Linked DNA regions of Zea mays: region 2 is linked to region 1. The links are chromatin contacts, called in public Hi-C maps. All regions are on one chromosome and are shown on one strand. Each heading gives the region's core, a stretch centred on a gene start, on an enhancer-like site or on the middle of the called end of the contact. The rest is flanking DNA. Distances are from core to core; before and after follow the strand shown. Region 1 holds the start of LOC103651666 (probable protein S-acyltransferase 4). Region 2 holds the start of LOC103651673 (probable arabinosyltransferase ARAD1).

Evidence for each region. Hi-C and Micro-C count contacts between places; a contact is called where the count stands out from the background.
Region 2: a contact with region 1 is called in a Hi-C map of ear, with 2.2 times the contacts expected there. The contact joins the promoter of LOC103651673 here to the promoter of LOC103651666 in region 1. A contact is called at or near these places in 3 of 25 Hi-C or Micro-C datasets (ear, leaf mesophyll and tassel).

The regions. Positions count from the first base shown.
Region 1 is chr3:235,777,842-235,782,172 of Zm-B73-REFERENCE-NAM-5.0, reverse strand. LOC103651666 (probable protein S-acyltransferase 4) reads left to right here and starts at 2,102. Exons shown (of 7, transcript XM_035966546.1): 1 at 2,102-2,175; 2 at 2,374-3,418; 3 at 3,565-3,756; 4 at 3,929-4,240. The coding sequence starts at 2,849. It overlaps LOC100194010, which reads right to left and starts at 2,193. Exons shown (of 11, transcript NM_001309891.1): 1 at 1,585-2,193; 2 at 914-1,086; 3 at 145-256. The coding sequence starts at 1,840.
Region 2 is chr3:236,182,304-236,186,634 of Zm-B73-REFERENCE-NAM-5.0, reverse strand. It overlaps LOC103651673 (probable arabinosyltransferase ARAD1), which reads right to left and starts at 1,772. Exons shown (of 2, transcript XM_008677382.3): 1 at 673-1,772. The coding sequence starts at 1,599.

The DNA of each region.
Region 1 (4,331 bases), core at 853-3,352:
TAAACATCATGCAATGCCCAAAGAGTATTCAAACTTACAAGAAACTACAGACTAAATGGTCCAGATAAATATCAGAGGGTATTACAATTTCAGCTTTTGTCTACAAACAGCAATATTGCAATTTAAGGGGTACAGACACACTACCTTGTTCATCATGAGATTTATCAAAAACGAACTTTGCTAGCTTAGGGATGACTTCTGTGTCTGTATCAGACTCAAAGGTGAAGCCGTGCCTAGTTAGTGTCTCTTTCAAGACCTGAACAGAATCAACAGACATGAGAGAAAAATCAAGTTAGACTTGTCATTTACCAAGTATAATATGGTGCCACGTTAGTTCACAACAGAATCAAGAGGATGCACATGATAACATACATTGAAGTCTATGATGGTTCAGACTTGAGTGTCATAAATGTCCATAAACACAGGATCAATTTTTGAAATCTAACATTGAGTATTGCGAAAAAAATTACATGATTAGAAAAGGAAATTCAAGTCTGGCGTTGGATAAACTGCAGATCTGCAATGGCAGTTCTTGATATTCCATTTGTTAAACAGTAAATAATGTACTGCGGTAACCATTCGTAAGTATTAAATTGTTTTTAGATAATGGAACAAAGTTCCAGCCTCTAAAGGGCAGATTCTCTGCTTAAAAATTGGAGGGAAGATAAGGGGACATCCCATGTGAAGGGAGCTCAAAGCAAGTGTTGGTATGTTGGTACAGGCGTGTGGTTTCAATGGTCCATGTGCACACACAACTGTAAAGACTATATAGAACAAAACAAACAATACAATACCGCAAGGATTCCATCAAGCAATGTCACACACAGTAACAAGTATGTCACCATATGAAACGAAGAACATGCAAGAACTCTATTTTATATTATACAATATCACAATAGCAGAGTAAGCAGACCTCATAGTTGGTGATAATGCCATTGTGGACAACCAAGAACTCATCACCGGCACCAGACGATTGGGGGTGGCTGTTCCTTGGAGCAGGCACACCGTGCGTGGCCCACCTGGTATGTGCGATCCCAGCATGCACACTGAACGCAGCATCCAGGTTCACATCCTTCTCATCAACCTCTGAGAAAAGGGACACAATCACGGAAGCTGGAGTAAGATTTAGCTTCTGAGCTACTCGTATAGTTCAGCATTTCAGGACTACTAGTACAGGAACAGGACGGAGTACCACCAAAAGTGCCATGGAAACTTGTATACGATTTCTGACGAATGGCATAAATGGAAGAAGCCTACTTGATATGCATGGCCCAATTCTACGTCCAGGATTTGCTAAGAGCTACAAACTAGAATTAGAGATATTGATGAGAACAGAGATCCAGAATTTTCAGAGCCTGTGGTTAAGCTATATGATATGAGAGAAATGTCACGCGGTAACCGTAGAATAGAATCAGCCAAAATCACTGTCAGCAGGTAACAGAATAATCCCCCACAAATTGCGATCCCAAAACCCGTCCGATAGAGACAAGTCGGCCCCCGAAACAAAACAAAACAAAACAAAACAAAAAGCATATCCAAGTTTTGCGGCAGGAACAAGGAGATTTGAAACGGGAGTGGGCTGACCGGAGTAGACGGATCGCACGAGGTTCTCGATCTTGCCCTCCTGGCGGAACACGAGCGGCGGCGCCCCGGCGTACGGCCGCGCGTCGGAAGAGGAAGCGGGAGCGGGGGAGGGGACCTGGCGGTCGGCATCGAGCGCGATCCCGGCGGAGTCGTAGCCGCGGTACTCGAGGCGGCGGAGGCCGTTGAAGAGGACCTCGAGGATGTAGCGGCGCTCCCGCGAGACGTTGTAGTTGAGGTAGGCGAAGATCCCGCACATCCTTCCTTCCTGGCTGCGGCGAAGAGAAGAATGGGGAGTTGGTATGCTTCCCTAGTAGCAGGACACTGGCTGGCAGAGGCCGTACGAAGAGAAACGGCTGGGTTGGCTGGGTTCGGCCGTTCGGTTATAAGGAGGGCGAGCGAGGGTTCGTTTCGTCCAGCCCGGGAGGCCGGGAGGGAGCGGCGAAGACGACGACGGACGAACGGGCGGGCAGTGCGGGTGCGAGGAGGGGCAGAAACGCAGAAGGAAGAAGCCGCGTGGCTTCGATGGTGGCCGACGACCGACGCGGCGACGGGGTCAAGCAAACCAATCCATGGATGCCGCGGATTGCAGAGGTACGAGTACGACAAAAGGTTCTTCTGCACAGCACAGGTGAATTTCCACACGTGGCAAAATGCAAGACGGCAACACCAGTGAACATGACATTTACTTTCTTGTGCTTTTCTGTTATTCAAGACAGATTTCTTTCATTTATAACTTTATGATAGTTTGAGTTAAGATAAAATTAAGACATCGAGTCTTTTTTTTTCTAGAAAAGAAGAAAGAAAACAGAGTAACTTACAATTTGGAAAGTGAGAGGTACTTGAGGTAATGGGGTTGGAGGTGGAGCGATACGATTGGCTGGACGGGATCACGTTGCCCGGGCTGCGCACATGACTCCACTTGTGCGGCTGGCGTCCGGAGGTCAGAGTCAGACACGGCCAGCTGAGAGCTGACAGCTGGGCCTGCCTCAGCCTCACCACATGCATTATTGGGTTCGCGACCTGGGCCGGGCCGGGCCGAGCAGGTCAATTGGTTCGTCTCAAGAAAAAAAAACAGTATGCAGGTCCAGCAAAACCAGCAGACGAAGTTAAATGCTACCAGACAGAGACAGAGACAGAGGTATATGCTAACAGGCTTTCCAGGGAGACGCAATTTCCAGCGGGGATCGCGGCAGGATAAGAATAAGAATGTAACGTACCGGCATCGCATCCACCACCCGGAGGATCAATCTGTCTAACAATTGGGATGGTTTGTCAACACGACCCAACCCAACCCAACCCAACCAAAAGGTACAGCTTCTTCTCTCTGCATTTGCGTGCCCATTGCCACCACCACTCCCTGCTGCCTGCTGCCTGTCCTTGGGAACTCCTTCAATGGAAAAGGGGTGATCCAGTTATTGATGGCCTGCAGTACAGCTTGACCGCTGGGCACTGCTTGCTCCTACGGCAACTACAATGCCTCTGCTCTGGACCATCATCCGTTGAAAGCAAGGCAGGCGTCACACATGTCCAACCTCGCCATCACCGATGCGTGTCTCGTGACAGAATCAGAGCAAGCATCATGCAGCAGCAGCAGCCAGGAGCAGAGGGCGCCGTCATGAAGCCATCAGAGCCTGCTGAGGATGAGCAGCATCAGCAGAAGCCAGGACTAGAGGGCGCCGTCATGAAGCCATCAAAGCCTGCTGAGGATGAGCAGCATCAGCAGAAGCCAGGACTAGAGGGCGCCGTCATGAAGCCATCAGAGCCTGCTGAGGATGAGCAGCAGCAGGAGGAGGCTGAGCGCAGAAGGCTCTACCAGGCTTGGAAGGGAAACAACGTGCGTAAGCCCCAGCACGAGCTTCTTCTGTCTTCTTCTCTCCTTCGTTACCAGTTTCAAATGGTTCGGCAACTCTTCAAACAAAGGTTGCCCGAAACAGACCCAGAGTCCACTGACAGGGCAACCAAACCAAACCAACTCTGCAGATATTCCTGTGCGGCGGGCGGCTCATGTTCGGGCCCGACGCCGCGTCCCTCCTGCTCACGACATTCCTCATCGTCGCCCCGACCATCGTCTTCTGCTACCAGATAAAATCCACGTTCTACGGCTCTGGTGGGCGGCAGCAGCAGCAGATGCACCAGGCAGCAGCGCTCGTAGTCACCGTCACAACGATCATGGTCAGTGCGTCTATCTCTTAGGCCCGTCATCTTCTTTGCCGACTCCACTGTCCTCTCTCCCAGCAATCATCATGAACTCCACAACGGCTCCAGCCTAGATACATGAAACTGATGAATCAAAAACATCCGATTCCCAATGCAGCCAGAAACTGAACCGTGGCTTCAAACGCAGGACCTTGTCTTCCTATCCATGACATCCACCAGAGACCCAGGAATCGTGCCAAGGAACTCGAGGGCGCCCCCTGAAGCCGACGAGTTCCTCGGCTGCAACACGCCGTCTATGGACTGGAGCGGCGGGAGAACCCCGCGGATGAGGCTCCGCCGGACCAAGGACGTCATCATCAACGGCTTCACGGTGAAGGTGAAGTTCTGCGAGACCTGCCTGAGGTACCGTCCGCCACGATCCTCGCACTGCTCCATCTGCAACAACTGCGTCCACAAGTTTGACCACCACTGCCCATGGGTCGGCCAGTGCATTGGACTTGTAAGTAACCGACCCAGCTACTATGCAGTACGCAATTTGAATGTTGAATTATCAGATTCTAGCTCCAGACCTCCACTGAAAAAGGACACGT
Region 2 (4,331 bases), core at 523-3,022, 400 kb before region 1:
CAAATTGTCCTACTCTTGCTGTACAACTTGCTGGTTCCTGATTTATACTCCCTCTGTCCCAAATTAAAATTCATTTTAACTTTTTAATGGATTCATACAATAGTTGATGTATATGTTTTGTATATATGTCTAAATTCGTTATCATCCGTTTGAATATAGACATAAAAACCAAGAGCTAAAACGGCTACTAATTTGGAACAGAGGGAGTATTTGACAAGTTTTGCTAGAAAAAGGAGCATAACACATAAGACAAATTTTTCCCCATGGTACTAGATTACTAAATACTAGTATTACTACAAGTGGAACGTTCAACGCTTGACAGTTTCATACGGAGTAGAATACTTCTCGCAGTATGGTGCTCGATACTTGACGGTTTCATAATGATTAACTCGCAGAAGCAAATGAGCAATGCTTGACAGCTTCATAATGACTAACTATCAGAATTCAGAACCAACAAAATTAGGCCCTTTTTGTTTCCTTCCAGGATTACATAATCCAGCTTATGGATTATATAACCACCTAATGATTTGCTTATGGATTATCATAATCTACGTATATAATCCACCTAATATTCTATGTTGTTTGTTTGTCTCTTAACTTATTTAAGCTAGATTATATAATCTAGAGGGTAAACACACAAGTTAATCGCCAAATTGCAGCAAGCACACTTACCTCCTTCCTGTAAATTGCTCCCCGGAAGTATAACAGGGTCGGCCGGTCATCGAACCCGGCCGAGTCATTGACGAACGTCTTGGCCATGTGCTTGTATGGCGCAATGACATCCTTCTCCAAGCTGGCCACCCTCGGTGGGTACCTCCCGAAGTCTGACAGCACGAACACTGCGGGGGACAACGCCGCCCGGGCGTGCAGCAAGCTGTTGGGGTGGTGCGCCACGATGACGTGGTCGGCTCCGCCGAACCTCCTCCATTCCGGCCGCGCCGTGAGGTACCCCACCAGCTTCTCCTGGAGTGCCTTGTCCCTGCCGACCTTCTCGGGCGGCAAGGGCCGGGAGTGGCGGTTGTAGCTGAGGGACGCGAAGAAGGGGACGAAGACGAGGTCGGCGTCGCGGGGGTCGGTGACACGCACTGCGGAGTGGCGGCCGCAGGGGGGCGATAAGGAGAAGGAGGAGGAGGAGAGGAGGTCGAGCGTGAGCCAGTACTCAACGCTGTGCTGCTGGTTGAGCCCCCCAGGGTAGCGCGGCGGCGGCAGGGAGCCGTCCGTGACGTCTGGCCAGACGGAGGCAGGGGACGGCGGGGACCAGCCGAGGAGGCCGAAGTGGAACTCGGGCGGCATGTCGTACATGAAGACCCTGACGGCGGCGGCGCGGGGATCGCATCTGACGGCGGTGGCGCCGGATGCTGAGGCGGAGGAGGAGTCGTCCGGGCGGCCGTTCTCGTCAAGAAATGAGAGCTCTTTGCCTGTGGTGGCGTTGGGTAAAGCAATGGTCACGGCCGTGGGGAAGGCGTCGGGCGGGACGGGGAGGCCGGTGTCGGCCGGCCGCCAGCGCGCGCCGACGGCGGCGAAGAGGAAGATGGTGGAGGCGACGAGGACAGTGGCCGCGGCGAGCGGGAGGAGGAGGGTGCGGCCGCGGGGTGCCATGGGGCAGCGCGGGTCATGGCTGGACTGGAGGCGGCGACGGAGGGAGGAGCATGGCCGGGTGGAGTGGCGGATCGATCCGATTCAGTTTGAGTTGCATAAAGGGAGAGGGGAGGAGAGGACGCGTGAGTCCCAGCCTCCCAGCCAAGTTCTTCTTTCTAGAATTGTTTTTTTTTATTTTTTTACAGGACCTTCTGGATCGTTTTTTTTCCCAGGTAAATCGTTCTGGAATAGTTAGTTGGCTCGCACAATGTAATCGTTTGGGCCATAAGCCCGTAAGTAACGGTGAAGGCCCAAGGAACGGAAGTATTTTAAATTTCCTTCTTGCTTTTGCAAAAATAGATTGACGGGAGAGAAAAAATGGTCTTTTACTTCCATTTTTGTAAATATATAACGCTAGCTAGTATTTCCTCTATTCTAAAACTATTTTTAAAACCTAGGATTTTTTAGTTTAATATATATCTAGATATATAATAAAAGCAATGTATTTACAAAAGCCAAAATGTCTTATAATTTTGAATAGAGGGTGTACTTAGGAAAAAATAATATTATCGGTGTTTCGACTCCGGGGGTCTCTAGACCGACGAGTAAATTATCGTCACGTGTCCCAGCCCAGATAGGTCGGCGCGAGACGGAGCACGAAGGGGGGACAAAAAAGGAAGGCAGGCGAAAGGGGAAACCCGTGGCCTTCGTGTTGTCCTGCGCCCAGGACGGGTGCGCTTGCAGTAGGGGGTTACAAGCGTCCGTGTGGGAGGGAGCGAGAGGCTTGGCGCCGTCCCGTTCTCCCGCGCGGCCAACCTTCTCGTACAAGAGCCCTGGACCTTCCTTTTATAGGCGTAAGGAGAGGGCTCAGGTGTACAATAGGAGATGTAGCAGTGTGCTAACGTGTCTAGCAGAGAGGAGCTAGTGCCCTAAGTACATACCGTCGTGGCAGCCGGAGAGGTTTTGGCACCCTGTTCATGTGATGTCGTGGCCGTCGGAGGAGCGCTGGAGCCTTGCGGAAGGACAGCTGTCGGGGCTGTCGAGTCCTTGCTGACGTCTCCTTGCTTCCGTAAGGGGCTGAGAGCCGCCGTCGTCATGGAGCACGCGGGGCGCCATCATTATTTGTTTACCGGGGCGAGCCAGATGGGACGTCGGTCTTGTTCCCCGTAGCCTGAGCTAGCTAGGGGTAGGGTAATGATGGCCCCCTGTGACGTGGTCGGTCCGAGCCCTGGGTCGGGCGAGGCGGAGGCTCCTCCGAGGTCGAGGTCGAGTCTGTGTTCCGAGGTCGAGGTCGAGTCCGAGCCCCGGGTCGGGCGAGGCGGAGACCATCATCTGAGGCCAGGGCTGAGTCCGAGCCCTGGGGTCGGACGAGGCGGAGTTCGTCGTCTTCCGGGGCCGAGGCCGAGTCCGAGCCCTAGGGTCGGGAGAGGCAGAGTTCGTCGTCTTCCGGGGCCGAGGCCGAGTCCGAGCCCTGGGGTCGGGCGAGGCGGAGTTCATCGTCTTCCGGGGCCGAGGCCGAGCCCTGGGGTCGGGCGAGGCGGAGTTCGTCGTCTTCCGGGGCCGAGGCCGAGTCCGAGCCCTGGGGTCGGGCGAGGCGGAGCTTCCTATGGCGCCCGAGGCCGGACTTGGCTGCTGTCAGCCTCACTCTGTCGAGTGGCACATCAGTCAGAGCGACGCAGGCGGCGCTGTCTTCTTGTTAGGCCGGTCAGTGGAGCGGCGAAGTGACTGCGATCACTTCGGCTCTGTTGACTGAAGGGCGCGCGTCAGGATAAGATGTCAGACCATCCTTGCATTAAATGCTCCTGCGATACGGTCGGTCGGTGTGGCGATCCGGCCAAGGTTGCTTCTCGACGAAGACTGGGCCTCGGGCGAGCCGAAGGTGTGTCTGTTGCTTGAGGGGGCCCTCGGGCGAGACATGAATCCTTCGGGGTCGGCTGCCTTTGTCCGAGGCTGGGCTCGGGCGAGGCGAGATCATGTCCCTTGGGTGGACTGAGCCTTGACCTTAATGGCACCCATCAGGCCTTTGCAGCTTTGTGCTGATGGGGGTTACCAGCTGAGATTTGGAGTCTTGGGGGTACCCCTAATTATGGTCCCCGACAGTAGCCCCCGAGCCTCGAAGGGAGTGTTAATACTCGCTTGGAGGCTTTTGTCGCACTTTTTTGCAAGGGGACCGGCCTTTCTCGGTTGCATTTCATTCCGGGGGGGTGCGCGCGAGCGCACCCGCCGGGTGTAGCCCCCGAGGCCTCGGAGATGTGGTTTGACTCCTTCGAGGTCTTAGCGCATTTCATAATGCCTCGGCCGGTCTGGTTGTTCCCTCATGCGAACTGGCCGTAGCCCGGGTGCACAGTCGAGTCCCAAGTTCTCGGGCTGGTATGTTGACGCTGTCAACGGTTTGGTCAGAGCCGGGTTCGCGAGAGCAGCCCCCGAGCCTCCGCGCAGAGCGAGAGGACGGTCGAGGACAGACTCGGCTTTTTACATACGCCCCTGCGTCGCCTTTCCGCAAGGAGGAGGGGGAAAGCGCCATGTTGCCCTCGGAGGGCGCCGAACATGGTGTCTCCAATGAGTTGCTAACGGGTAATCCGAGTGGACGCCCGTGCCCCATTCGTTAGGGGTCGGCTAGTGGCCCGGAGGCGCGCTCCAAAAGTACCTGTGGGTGATTTGCCGGACCCGGTCCCCTTTTGACGGGGTCCGAGGGCTCGATGCCTCTCTCTGGTGGGATTCCGTTACAAAATCGTTCCCGTCGGTCTCGGAAA